Regions from separate parts of the Mus musculus genome. Here regions 2, 3 and 4 are each linked to region 1. Evidence: chromatin contacts called from public promoter capture Hi-C data. All regions are on one chromosome and are shown on one strand. Each heading gives the region's core, a stretch centred on a gene start, on an enhancer-like site or on the middle of the called end of the contact. The rest is flanking DNA. Distances are from core to core; before and after follow the strand shown.

What was found. Promoter capture Hi-C pulls out the DNA fragments that hold promoters and counts their contacts.
Region 2: a contact with region 1 is called in a promoter capture Hi-C map of embryonic stem cells, with 2.5 times the contacts expected there. The contact joins the promoter of Nefm here to the promoter of Ebf2 in region 1. A contact is called at or near these places in 2 of 39 promoter capture datasets (embryonic stem cells and frontonasal cranial neural crest), 1 of 484 Hi-C or Micro-C datasets (B cells), 1 of 115 datasets of contacts at active chromatin or transcription factors (embryonic stem cells) and 2 of 9 other capture datasets (embryonic stem cells and liver).
Region 3: a contact with region 1 is called in a promoter capture Hi-C map of embryonic stem cells, with 4 times the contacts expected there. The contact joins the promoter of Nefl here to the promoter of Ebf2 in region 1. A contact is called at or near these places in 10 of 39 promoter capture datasets (the HPC-7 cell line, cranial neural crest, embryonic stem cells and 4 more), 5 of 484 Hi-C or Micro-C datasets (B cells and embryonic stem cells) and 4 of 115 datasets of contacts at active chromatin or transcription factors (astrocytes and embryonic stem cells).
Region 4: a promoter capture Hi-C map of embryonic stem cells shows a contact between it and region 1, with 4 times the contacts expected there. The contact joins the enhancer-like site here to the promoter of Ebf2 in region 1. A contact is called at or near these places in 3 of 39 promoter capture datasets (cranial neural crest, embryonic stem cells and liver), 2 of 115 datasets of contacts at active chromatin or transcription factors (astrocytes and embryonic stem cells) and 1 of 9 other capture datasets (embryonic stem cells).

The regions. Positions count from the first base shown.
Region 1 is chr14:67,233,190-67,235,968 of GRCm38.p6, reverse strand. Ebf2 (early B cell factor 2) reads right to left here and starts at 1,325. Exons shown (of 16, transcript NM_001360202.1): 1 at 704-1,325. The coding sequence starts at 834. It overlaps Gm20675 (a long non-coding RNA gene), which reads left to right and starts at 2,774. Exons shown (of 2, transcript XR_874748.1): 1 at 2,774-2,779.
Region 2 is chr14:68,123,656-68,126,434 of GRCm38.p6, reverse strand. Nefm (neurofilament, medium polypeptide) reads left to right here and starts at 1,431. Exons shown (of 3, transcript NM_008691.2): 1 at 1,431-2,695. The coding sequence starts at 1,622. A230070E04Rik (RIKEN cDNA A230070E04 gene) reads right to left here and starts at 2,683. Exons shown (of 3, transcript NR_045897.1): 1 at 1,607-2,683; 2 at 739-917.
Region 3 is chr14:68,082,430-68,085,208 of GRCm38.p6, reverse strand. It overlaps Nefl (neurofilament, light polypeptide), which reads right to left and starts at 1,346. Exons shown (of 4, transcript NM_010910.2): 1 at 200-1,346. The coding sequence starts at 1,246.
Region 4 is chr14:67,971,028-67,973,806 of GRCm38.p6, reverse strand. No RefSeq gene overlaps it. Among named protein-coding and RNA genes, the nearest start is that of Gm41188, 24 kb to the right of the region's middle. Within about 2 kb of position 1,451, at least 16 of the 459 cell types and tissues checked have an H3K27ac peak or open chromatin away from gene starts, as enhancers often do. A contact at or near this core is called in embryonic stem cells, where this site is marked.

The sequences.
Region 1 (2,779 bases), core at 76-2,575:
AAGATTTGGAAACAAAATCAACTTGAGGAACCCGCAAAACTGGAGGGTGCTCTTCTCTGCGGCTCCATTTTCTCCTCTTCCCCGACTACTCCTGTGCTTCGGTCCATCCTCGGCCTCTTCGGTTTGTCTGTCCCACTCTCCCTCACCCAGGACTCGCTTGCATGTCCCCTTTCCTAGAGCTCCCGGCCGCCTTGCTTTCCTTGCAGCCCCTCAGGCCTCTCCGGATCCTCTCGCCGCCGCCACCATCTGGCCGCTGGGCTCCCCGAGTCTCCAAGCCATCCTGAATGATGCTGGAGGAGAGGCGCTCGCAGGAAGCGTGGGGGAACCTAGGAGTGACCGGAAAGCCGGCTCTGCCGCTGCGCCGGCTGCCAGCTCGGATCTTCACGCGCCACTCCGCTAGAGTCCAAGAGTAAACGCCACGATGTGAGCTTGAACGCTACTTTTAATAAATTTTTTTTGTCCTCAAAGAACGGACTGTGGGGAGAAACACCCGTGACCTCGGTAGTTCAGAAACTACAGTGTCGACTGCGGGAAAAGGGTTCCCCTAGTCGCAGCGACCTGCCCGCCCAGGGAGAGCCCCAGTGCGCACAGCCAGGGAGGAGAGACAAGGACAGAGAGAAAGAGAGGGAGCAAAGGGAAGAGATATTCGGGGAGACAGACACAACCAGAGACTTTCAGAGCACAACGGCTCCAGTCTCATTACCTCTGAGCCGCGACATTGGCGTCCACCACGCCGACATTCCGGACCCAGGACCTGACCGAATCCATCTCGGCACCCAGCGACTTGTCTTTCAGAGCTGGTCCTCTTCCTAGCGTATCTTGAATCCCAAACATTTAAAAAGTCTGGTCCTCTACTGTCGCCTTAAAAGTGACTTTACAACAACACCGTCCTCACTCTCCAATGCTGCCAGCAAATGGTGTTCTCCAAAAGCAATCCGAGAAAGGCGGCAAGGGCCGAAGTTTGGGGGCCCTCTTGGAAAGAAATAGCCAGCCCGTTCCTCCACGCACAATGCAAAGTTTGCGTTTTTTATCCTCGGTGGCTTCAGATCTGCCGCCTCGGGGCTTCCACTCTAGGTCGCCCGCATCCTTCCAGCTGCAGAACGTTCTCCAGAAAGTGGCCACAATTTGGAAGCATCACCTGTTCTGGGAAAAACAGGAGGAGATAGATAGCTGCCTGATCTCTCCCCTTCCTCCTTGTTCCCCCCTCCCTGCTCCTCCCCACCGTTCCGATATAGGAAAAAAAAAAAAAATCCCCAACAGGATCAGTTGTAAGAGGAAGGGGAAGACCCGGAGCGGGGAGGAGGCGGTGGCTGAGAGCGCCGCAGAGCCGGGCTGCTGCAGCGCGCGGGCCCCATGAATGGTTACTACAACCCAGGCCGCGGGAGGCGGAGCCGAGGCCCGATAAGGAGCCTCATTTGCATGGACGCCCGGGATTGGCCGGCTCTGGGCAAGCTGGGCGGACGTCCTCCCGCGGCGTTAGCCAAGCTTTGCTTTGCCCGAAGTCCGGGAGGTGAAAGGCTACAGCAAGCCACAAGCACCGAGTCCCGACCAGAGTCCCGAGTGTTTGGCCTGAGTGGGAAAGGGGGTCCCCAAATCCTGCACCAAAACAGAGTAGCAGGACTCTGAGAGTTAGGATCATGATGGTTCTTTCCGATCGCGGGAGCAGGAAGCCAGCGCGGATTTGCCTCTAGATGCAGGTTTTTTGTCGCCTGCGGGAGACCCTACAGATTCATTCCCGGGGTTTGGACCTGTGACCACCTGTATTTATGCTTTTCGCAAACACTACCCTCAGGGCATCCGTCTTTCTGAACCGGTCTACCAAGTCTCAGAGAGTTCCAGGGAAGCAATCATTTCGTGCGAAGGCCACAAGTGTTAGAAGGAGAGGCGAGATGAAGGAAGGAGAGAGCGGAGTGTGGACGAATGAGGCTCAAGTGCAGTTTAAATAAATATACTGTGAAGGGAAATGGTGAAGGAGTTAAGGAAAACAGCCCCGGGAGGGCGGGAGTACGCACCTTTGCAGATAGGAGAGGTTGCTGACAGCTTGGCTGGCTGAGAACTGCGGGATGAAGTTTCGAATCCTCCCCCCTTTTAAAATCTCCCTCCCCAATCCCTGAAGGCCGGGGAACCCTGCGTTAGAGACACGAGGCGTCTGTGAAGAAGTCCTGGAAACTTTGTCCGCCGAGCGCTGTGGTCGCGAAGGTTGGTGGTCGGGAAGCCGAGGCTCCACAAAATAGCTGAAACCCTAGACGGCTGGAGGTGCCTATTAAAAAAAAATCCTCCTGGCTGGGTGTTATTTTCTTGCTTCTCTTTTTGTATTCTGATCTGCGCGTAGATCTGCTGTTGAAATCTAGAACGCCAGCGCGAAAACAGATTTGAAGACAATGAATGCAAATCTGTGCTCAAAGACCATCTGCCGTGGAGCAGACAATCAGCTGCGCCGCGGTTCGAGCGACTGCACCCGAGCCTCTCAGCATCATTACAGTCGGGAGTCTTTCCTCCCGGCTCAGGGCTCAGGTTTGAGTGTCAATTGACTCCTGACCGGACCCCCTAGCTGTAGGTGAGCGCTCACAGACGAGCTGCGAGAGTTCGCCGCTAGAGGACACAGCGCCTGGGGTGCACGTTTGCCCGGCGAGCGAAAAGGAAGCTTGCGCTTTCAGAGACTGCTTGAGTCTCCATTGAAGGGGACCTGAGCACGTCACTTCACCTCAGGGGCAAACTGTGACTACAGACTGCGCAGGCGGGATGGTGCTCCGGAAGACTTGGTCTCTCTCTACAGCAG
Region 2 (2,779 bases), core at 182-2,681, 890 kb before region 1:
CAAACTGTAATCCAAAATAGAAGGACATTTTCAGTTCAAATATACAGTCAAAGGAAACCCCTGTAGAATGTTTGTTTAAATAAGCATGCTTAAGGGATGGTGGGTCCAAATCGGTCATCAAAATCAACATAAGGAAATAGGTTGCGTTTTTAAATGGGGGCAGAGGGACCACCTGGCTTATTCAAGACTGAGATGAGGCTGTCCAGTTACCTTTCAATTAATTTAAAACTAATTCAGTTGCCCTGTCGGTTGTAACAGTACACGTAAGTAGTACCCAGACAGAAAGATGACTATGCAGTTTTCAAACTTAACATACACACTATCTCCCTGGGTTTTTTTTTTTTTTTCATCTCGGATTTCCCCTTCCCGGTGAGTAGTTGACCTTCAAATTTCAGGCCTTGTGTCTCCTCCTTCCCTAACATCCCTCACTTATTGGTAAAGTCAAACTGGGTTTCAAGTCTCTATTTTCCTTAACTGAGTTGAATGGCTTTTAGTTGATTTCAAAATCTGCAGTCTGTTCATTGTGCCAACTCTGCACTGTCTTAGTGTGGGATTTCCAGCTTGTTCCCTACAAACAAACAGCCCCTACAAACAGGTTTAATAGTATTCACTGGAGGAGATGAGCCAGAAGTGACCCTCCTCTGGACTCTGGTAGGCTGCGAACCCAGCAGAATCCCATGGGCACGCCTGGGCGCTGTCCTTGGTGCTGCCGGATCCTTGGGCGTCACAGCGCCTTACCTGCTGGAAGCTGCAGTCGTCCCCCAACAGTTAAGCAGACTGGAGTGCCACTTTCCACTTTTAACACAAATGACTACCCCGGCCTGTCTTCTTTGTCCCCTTTCCGGAGGTTTCCGGCGGGCCATTCCTCAAAAACTCTCTCTTTTTTTTCTTCTGCATAACTCTCAGCTCATCTCTTGCTGCTTTAAGACGAGGAGTGGGGGGGGGGGGAGACAAGAAAGACAAGGATGGATGGGGGAACAAAAAGAGAGTTGGGGGTTAAGGGGTGAAAGTCGAGGCTGCAAAGAAAAAAAGTCCCAGGGGAAAGGGCTTCAAGGGAAATGCCGGATGAAGAAAAAAAAAAAAAAGTAGAGGGAGAAGGGCCTCGTGGAGAGGTGGGAGGGGTGTGTGTGATAAAGAACAGCGGACCCTACGGCCAAAAGTAAGGAAGAAAGAGACTAAGAGGTAGGGGGCCAGACGAAAGTCAGGAAGCCAGAGAAGAGCTGCTCAGAGGGCCGAGAGTGGCGAGACAAAGAAAGGGCGCTGGGAAAGGGCACTTGCGCCAAAGCTGTGAACTGCAAACTGCTGGTGAAAAAGCAGAGAAGGGCAAGCTACCGGGTGACAAGAGGTCTGGAACTCAAGGGGACGCTAGGAAAAGGCCGGCCCGGCGACACCCAAGTGTGGGGTCCAGTGTGGTGCGGGCCCACGTGGAGCGGCCGCTGAATCACCGCAAGGCTTGTCTCCCCCTTCCCCCCACCCCCGGCCCGGTACCCGCAGTCCCCGCCTCCTCGGCCGCCGCCTCCACGGGGCGGGGCCCTGGCCCGGGACCAGCTGCTCCGCTATAAAGGGGCTGCGGCGAGGCCGGCAGAACGCTGTGACAGCCACACACCCCAAGGCCTCCAAGATGAGCTACACGCTGGACTCGCTGGGCAACCCGTCCGCCTACCGGCGGGTCACCGAGACCCGCTCCAGCTTCAGCCGCGTGAGCGGTTCCCCGTCCAGCGGCTTCCGCTCGCAGTCCTGGTCCCGCGGCTCGCCCAGCACCGTGTCCTCCTCCTACAAGCGCAGCGCGCTCGCCCCGCGTCTCGCCTACAGCTCGGCTATGCTCAGCTCGGCCGAGAGCAGCCTCGACTTCAGCCAGTCCTCGTCGCTGCTCAACGGCGGCTCCGGCGGCGACTACAAACTGTCCCGCTCTAACGAGAAAGAGCAGCTGCAGGGGCTGAACGACCGCTTCGCCGGCTACATCGAGAAAGTGCACTACTTGGAACAACAGAACAAGGAGATCGAAGCAGAGATCCAGGCACTGCGGCAGAAGCAGGCCTCGCACGCCCAGCTGGGTGATGCTTACGACCAGGAGATCCGAGAGCTGCGCGCCACCCTCGAGATGGTGAACCACGAGAAGGCTCAAGTGCAGCTGGACTCCGATCACTTGGAGGAAGACATCCACCGGCTCAAGGAGCGCTTCGAGGAGGAGGCGCGGCTGCGGGACGACACCGAGGCTGCCATTCGCGCGCTGCGCAAAGACATCGAAGAGTCGTCGATGGTTAAGGTGGAGCTGGACAAGAAGGTGCAGTCGCTGCAGGATGAGGTGGCTTTCCTGCGGAGCAATCACGAAGAGGAGGTGGCCGACCTGCTGGCTCAGATCCAGGCGTCGCACATCACGGTAGAGCGCAAAGATTACCTGAAGACAGACATCTCCACGGCGCTGAAGGAGATCCGCTCCCAGCTCGAGTGTCACTCAGACCAGAACATGCACCAGGCCGAAGAGTGGTTCAAATGCCGCTACGCCAAGCTCACCGAGGCGGCCGAGCAGAACAAGGAGGCCATTCGCTCTGCCAAGGAAGAGATCGCCGAGTACCGGCGCCAGCTGCAGTCCAAGAGCATCGAGCTCGAGTCGGTGCGAGGCACTAAGGAGTCCCTGGAGCGGCAGCTCAGCGACATCGAGGAGCGCCACAACCACGACCTCAGCAGCTACCAGGTAGGAACCGCGGCTGCGCGGCCGGCCTGCGCCAGCGCCAGCGCCGCGCGCCCCCGACACGACACTCGAGAGCGCGCCCAGAGG
Region 3 (2,779 bases), core at 97-2,596, 850 kb before region 1:
CCAGGCAGCAGTCGCGCCCCGCCCCCTCCAAATGCCCCATCCTTTCCACAACCTCTCGGAAGCCAAGCCCTCTGATAGCTGCTCTGTGCTCTAGAACCCCCTAGCGTTCACTCTCTGGGTACACCCTGACTCCCCCCCCCCCCGCCGCCGCCCCTACCGTGGACCTCCCCACCCCCACTGAGCTTAAACCGTACTATACCTGCATGGCGCTAATGTCTGCATTCTGCTTGTCCTCTAGCTCCTGCAGCTGCTTCTCCAGAGCTTCGTTCATACCCCGGCAGGCTTCGATCTCCAGGGTCTTAGCCTTGAGCAGGCGGCGGCTTTCCGACACCTCGTCCTTGGCAGCGCGCACAGCGTCGGTGTTCTTGGCGGCGCTCTCGGTTAGCACGGTGAAGCGGCTCTTGAACCACTCTTCGGCGTTCTGCATGTTCTTGGCGGCCAGCTTCTCGTACTGAGCGCGGATGTCCTTGAGAGCGGCGGAGAGGTCGGGCTTGGAGGACACGTCCATCTCCACGGAGATCTGAGCATACTGGATCTGAGCCTGCAGCTCGGCGATCTCTTCCTCGTGCACCTTCTTCAGGAAAGCTATCTCGTCCATCAGGCTGTCGATGCGCTTCTCCAGCTCGGCGCGGGCGAGCGCGGCCTCATCCGCACCTTTGCGCGCTTCCATCAGCCGGCCCTCGGCGTCCTCGCGGCTCAGCACTTCTTCCTCATAGCGAGCCTGCAGGTTGCGCAGAGTCTCCTCCAGCCCCTCGCGCTCGCCCTGCAGCGCCTGCTTCTCGTTAGTGGCGTCTTCCGCTGCCAGCCGCAGATCGCGGATCTCCTGCTCGTACAGGGCGCGGAAGCGGGAAGGCTCAGAGTGTTTCTGGCGCAGCACCAACAGCTCGGCTTCCAGGACCTTGTTCTGCTGCTCCAGCTCGTGCACGCGCTCGATGAAGCTGGCGAAGCGATCGTTGAGGTCCTGCAGCTGTGCCTTCTCTTGTGTGCGGATAGACTTGAGGTCGTTGCTGATGGCGGCTACCTGGCTCAGATCGAGATTCTCCAGGCTGGGCATCAAAGAGCCAGAGCTGGACGAGTAGCTGCGGCGCACGGACAGCGAGGAGGAGACCGGCGCGGAGTAGCTGGAGTACGCGGAGCGCGCCGTGCTGTAGCCGCTGCGCACGCTGGAGATGTGCACCCGGGGCGTCTCCACATAGCGCCGCTTGTAGGAGGTCGAAAAGTACGGATCGTAGCCGAACGAACTCATGGTGGCGGCCGGTGCGCCCCTCAGGCCCGGGGCGGAGATGGGGGACCTAGAGAGAAGAACGGGGGAGAAGAGGGAAAGGGGAGGATGGATGGCTGTGTGCGGCTCGGCGCGGTCCTGCCACCTCTATTTATACGCCGGGACTCTGACGCAGACTGTGATCGATCGCCGTGCGCAGGCCAGTGGGGGCAGCGCGTTGCTGCAGCCAAGGGGAGGATTCTGCGCAAAAGCAAAGGCGGGGGCGAACGACAGAAGGCTAGCGAGCTGCGGCTCCAGCCTGGCCGCTTTTCTATGAGGACCCCTACTTTCTCTGAGACCCCCATAACTTCCCTGCTTATTCTTTTCCTTTCCTATTCCCCCGTCCCATCCTGCCTCTTAATACCTAAAGCCCACATCACTAGGACTCTTAAATGTTCCAAATAAAAAGGTTCGCGATCCCTACTGACACATCAACTTTTAACATCCAATGTCACAAAGACACCTTCACCCCACCCCACCCCACCCCACCCCACTCCCAGCTTTCCCTTTTTGCCTCAGGGACCCTCTCAAGCACCCTGATTCGTGTTTAAGCAGCACGTTTGGGTTGCTGACAATAGCTAATGTTCTTGCGGCATTACTGCAGGAAAAGTTTTGCATGTCTTTGTAGCTATTTTCTGACGTTTTCTTAAATTCGCCCCACTTTCTCCTGCCTCCTTTTATTTTTATTTCTATTTCTTTCCGTATTACTCTTCTTCTCAATACATAGGGAAATTGCACCACTACACACCATTGGAACCGCAGGACAGCGGGTGTTCATTTTGGCATTTTAAAACCTTTACAGCAGTTAATTTGTCTGACACCTTTCATAGAATTTCCCCTTTCTTTGTGAGAAATGTAGTCGGGAATGCTTAGGAGGGGTTGGAACCAGCCAGGTAAAGATTTGCAAGGCAAAAGACGGGCGCGCTCGGCCGCGGGAGAACTTCAGGGTGCCTTTATCCTCACTGAGCTATTCATACTTCCAACGCCTCAAAAGCCTCTTCTCCTCTTTTTAACACCTGTGTGGTACCCCAACCTGATGGTTTCAACAAGCCATGAAGGTAGATGGGGAGAGAGAGAGAGAGAGAGAGAGAGAGAGAGAGAGAGAGAGAGAGACTGCTGCAAAGGGCTACCCGCTCTGGGTGTGGTCTTCAGGAAGAGAACGCTGCATGGAGCCTGCTGAAATTCACAGATAATAGATACACTTAGGAACCTATGGGCTTCCTTCAGGGAGCACCCAGATACCAGAGTGGGCACGCCAAACGCACGTGGGTGCAACATTTTCATACTCGCGTTGTGAGCGCCTGCAGTTCCGAAGAGATACTGCAGATTTGTAAGAAATAACTAAAACCTTTAAGCAAGCATTTGGCGTTTTGTTTAATTTGTTCAATGTATCGCTGGCTTGCTGATTCCTTTAAATGGCACAGTGGGAGGTTACCGTTTTCAAGTAAAAAGTAGTGAAATTTTTGGAGTTGTACTCGGTCGCTTCTGGAGACCAAACAGAGGATGAAGGGAGCTTAA
Region 4 (2,779 bases), core at 202-2,701, 740 kb before region 1:
CTGTGCTCTCAAAAACCAATCCTGACAACCTAGAGAAGAAACAGAGGGGGCGATGGTTTCTTTGCTGTAGATTCATCCACTCTGACTTCTTAGAGCAGCCCCAAATCAGGTCCCCTTTAGCCAAGCTGAGGGCTGCACATTTGTTTAGAAGAACTTACAGGTATCAAAGAAAGGTCTGAAATTTCCTCAATTTTAGCCATTTCCATCTCTGAGCTTAGGGTTTTTTGGTTTTTGTTTTTGTTTTTGTTTTTGTTTTTTTTGTTTTTTACCATTCTCTAAAGTGTCACTTAATAAAATGTGAGAAAATTATGTCTAAAAAATAATTAATTAATGAGAAATTTCTCTTCTAGAAGGAAATTAAATGAATAACAAGAGGGGTTTTTTTTTAATTAGGTTTTGAATGGTTTTAATTTCTTAACAGCAACTACAGAGAAAATCACCAGTGTTACAATGTGTGATTTCTGATGATGAGGATGATGATAATGGAAACTTTATTTGCAATCTTATTCAGGGAGAAGGTTAACAAGCACTTTACCAGAGTGTGGGCTGAGAATTATGAAATTCCATTTACTCAAAATGATAAAAAGTGTTGCCATGGTCACAGCAGGAAAGTTCTGGCTCATTTGAAATGTATCAAAGCTGTGATTATCTGATAAAAAGGAGGCAACTTTGTTCTATAGTGAATTAATTTTCTGGGAAAACTGTACAGGATGAAGGAAAATCAGATATGCTGAGTCATTCTTTATATGCTGAGTCATTCTTTATCAAGCCTGCATGCTGAGACCACCTGGGAAAAATACTGAACCTGAGTCCCTTTTCCAGGGACCCCGGTTTACTTCACCTATGGAACTTGTGCTCTGAGAAACAGAGTTCCTAAGCAAGGTGATTCCAATGAGCCCCAAGCAGGAAAAGCTAACTTCAGAGGCTCATACATGCCTCTGCAAGGGTGAAGCATTTTTAAAAATGATGTGTGTGTGCAAGCATCCGTGGTCATGTGTGTGCATGTGCACACACGAGTGCAGGAACTGCTCTTGGATCCTCAGCAAAAGCAGCCTGTGCTCTTAGCTACTACTGAACCACCTCTCACGCCCTCCAGTAAGGCGTTATTACACTGTCTCTGTCTTCAGACACACCAGAAGAGGACATCAGATCCCATTATAGATGGTTGTGAGCCACCATGTGGTTGCTGGGAATTGAACTCAGGACCCCTGGAAGAGCAGTCAGTGCTCTTAATCACTGAGCCATCTCTCCAGGCCCCACCAATAAAGCTTTTAATCACAGGTTTGTAATGCAAATTTTATGAAGGCTTTGTTAGACGTAATTGTATAGGTATGTCTATAGAAAAGTGAAAAATCACAATAGGGAAAAAATATAGACAGATGTGGGTCTGGGTTCCACCCTGCTGTTGGGGTGTGGGCATAGCCTCAAGGAAGGCAAAACTGGGGAATCTTATCCCACCCCGTTTATCCTACCCTGCTGCTGTTGAGTGCTGGGCTTTAGCAAAGCACCCGGAGCACCACTCCAGGAAAATACAATCCGAGATGCTTTGTGTGTGTGTGGGGGGGGGGGGCTGAGGGGGAGTGATTCCCAGATTCCCAGACACCCAGTTACCCATGACGTGCTGCACAGAGGAATCAAGAGCAAAGGATTGGGGGTCCACAGGCCCATGAAGAGGCTGGGACCCTTGGGCTGAAGGCTGAGGGCTGCATCTGGGGCTGGGGGATATGATAGCTCCAGCTTAGCTCATTGGTGATTGTCCTTAGCTTGGCAAGGTTGTCTGGGAGCACAAAGAGGCCTTCTATGGTAGATTTGGGCTGCTACTCTGTAGGCAAAGGCCGAAAGAGACAGTCCTTGGTTCCAAGCTGTTTATCGGTTGTTCATCGTGGAAAATGGATGCGTACCAACTTCTCAGGATGGACCCAAGATTAAATACCTTTTGCTGGGAGGAATGTCCAGGAAGGGGAGCCTATTGGCTAAACCCTCAGGGCCTCTAGGTACCTCATTAGCATGGGGAGTGTGGCACACGTTTCCTGCTATGAATCTAGGAGAGAGCAGGGAGGCACTTACAGTCTCAGGTGGGTACCGAGTTTCTAGGGTCTCGAACCCATTCTTCTACCTTCTACCGTCTCAGGTGTGTACCGAGTCTCAAGGGTCTCAGAACTGCTCTACCTTGCCAACTTTCCTGGCACGGTCCATTGTCCCACAAACAGAGTCTAGAAATAGAGCGTCTATTAGAAAAACAATACTGCATGCCATCTTAACATAAAATTATTATACTTTATGTATTCCATAGCATCTGTTAGAGTAGCATATTAATGAAATAATAGACATATAGAAGAATTATAAAAGAAAATATAATCCAAACGTTTACAAAGATTTCATTCAAATAAACTTCATCAGAATTGCATTAGTATGTAATACAAATAAAATTTTTGTCTCTGGAGAACATCCAGTGTTTGGATATTTAAGTGACTTTTCCCTGGAAAGTCAGGCTGTGGGTACCACACATGGGTCTGTTCAGTGGAGGCTACAGATTTGTCTACCAGTCAACCATAATTATCTGGCTTCATTGCAGTTCATGAAGTCACTCTATGGATCAGATGGCAGCAATGTCTCCAGGATGAAGAGAGCAAGGACAAGCTGGGCTTCTGCTGAACTGCGCCTAGCAGAAGTTTTGTAAAATTCTCAAAGAACAGAACACATAGAAGCTAGTTGCAGGGAGTCCACGATCCTCACCTCTGGGCTGTCCACATCGCTATCCCAGCTGCTATGAAAGCTG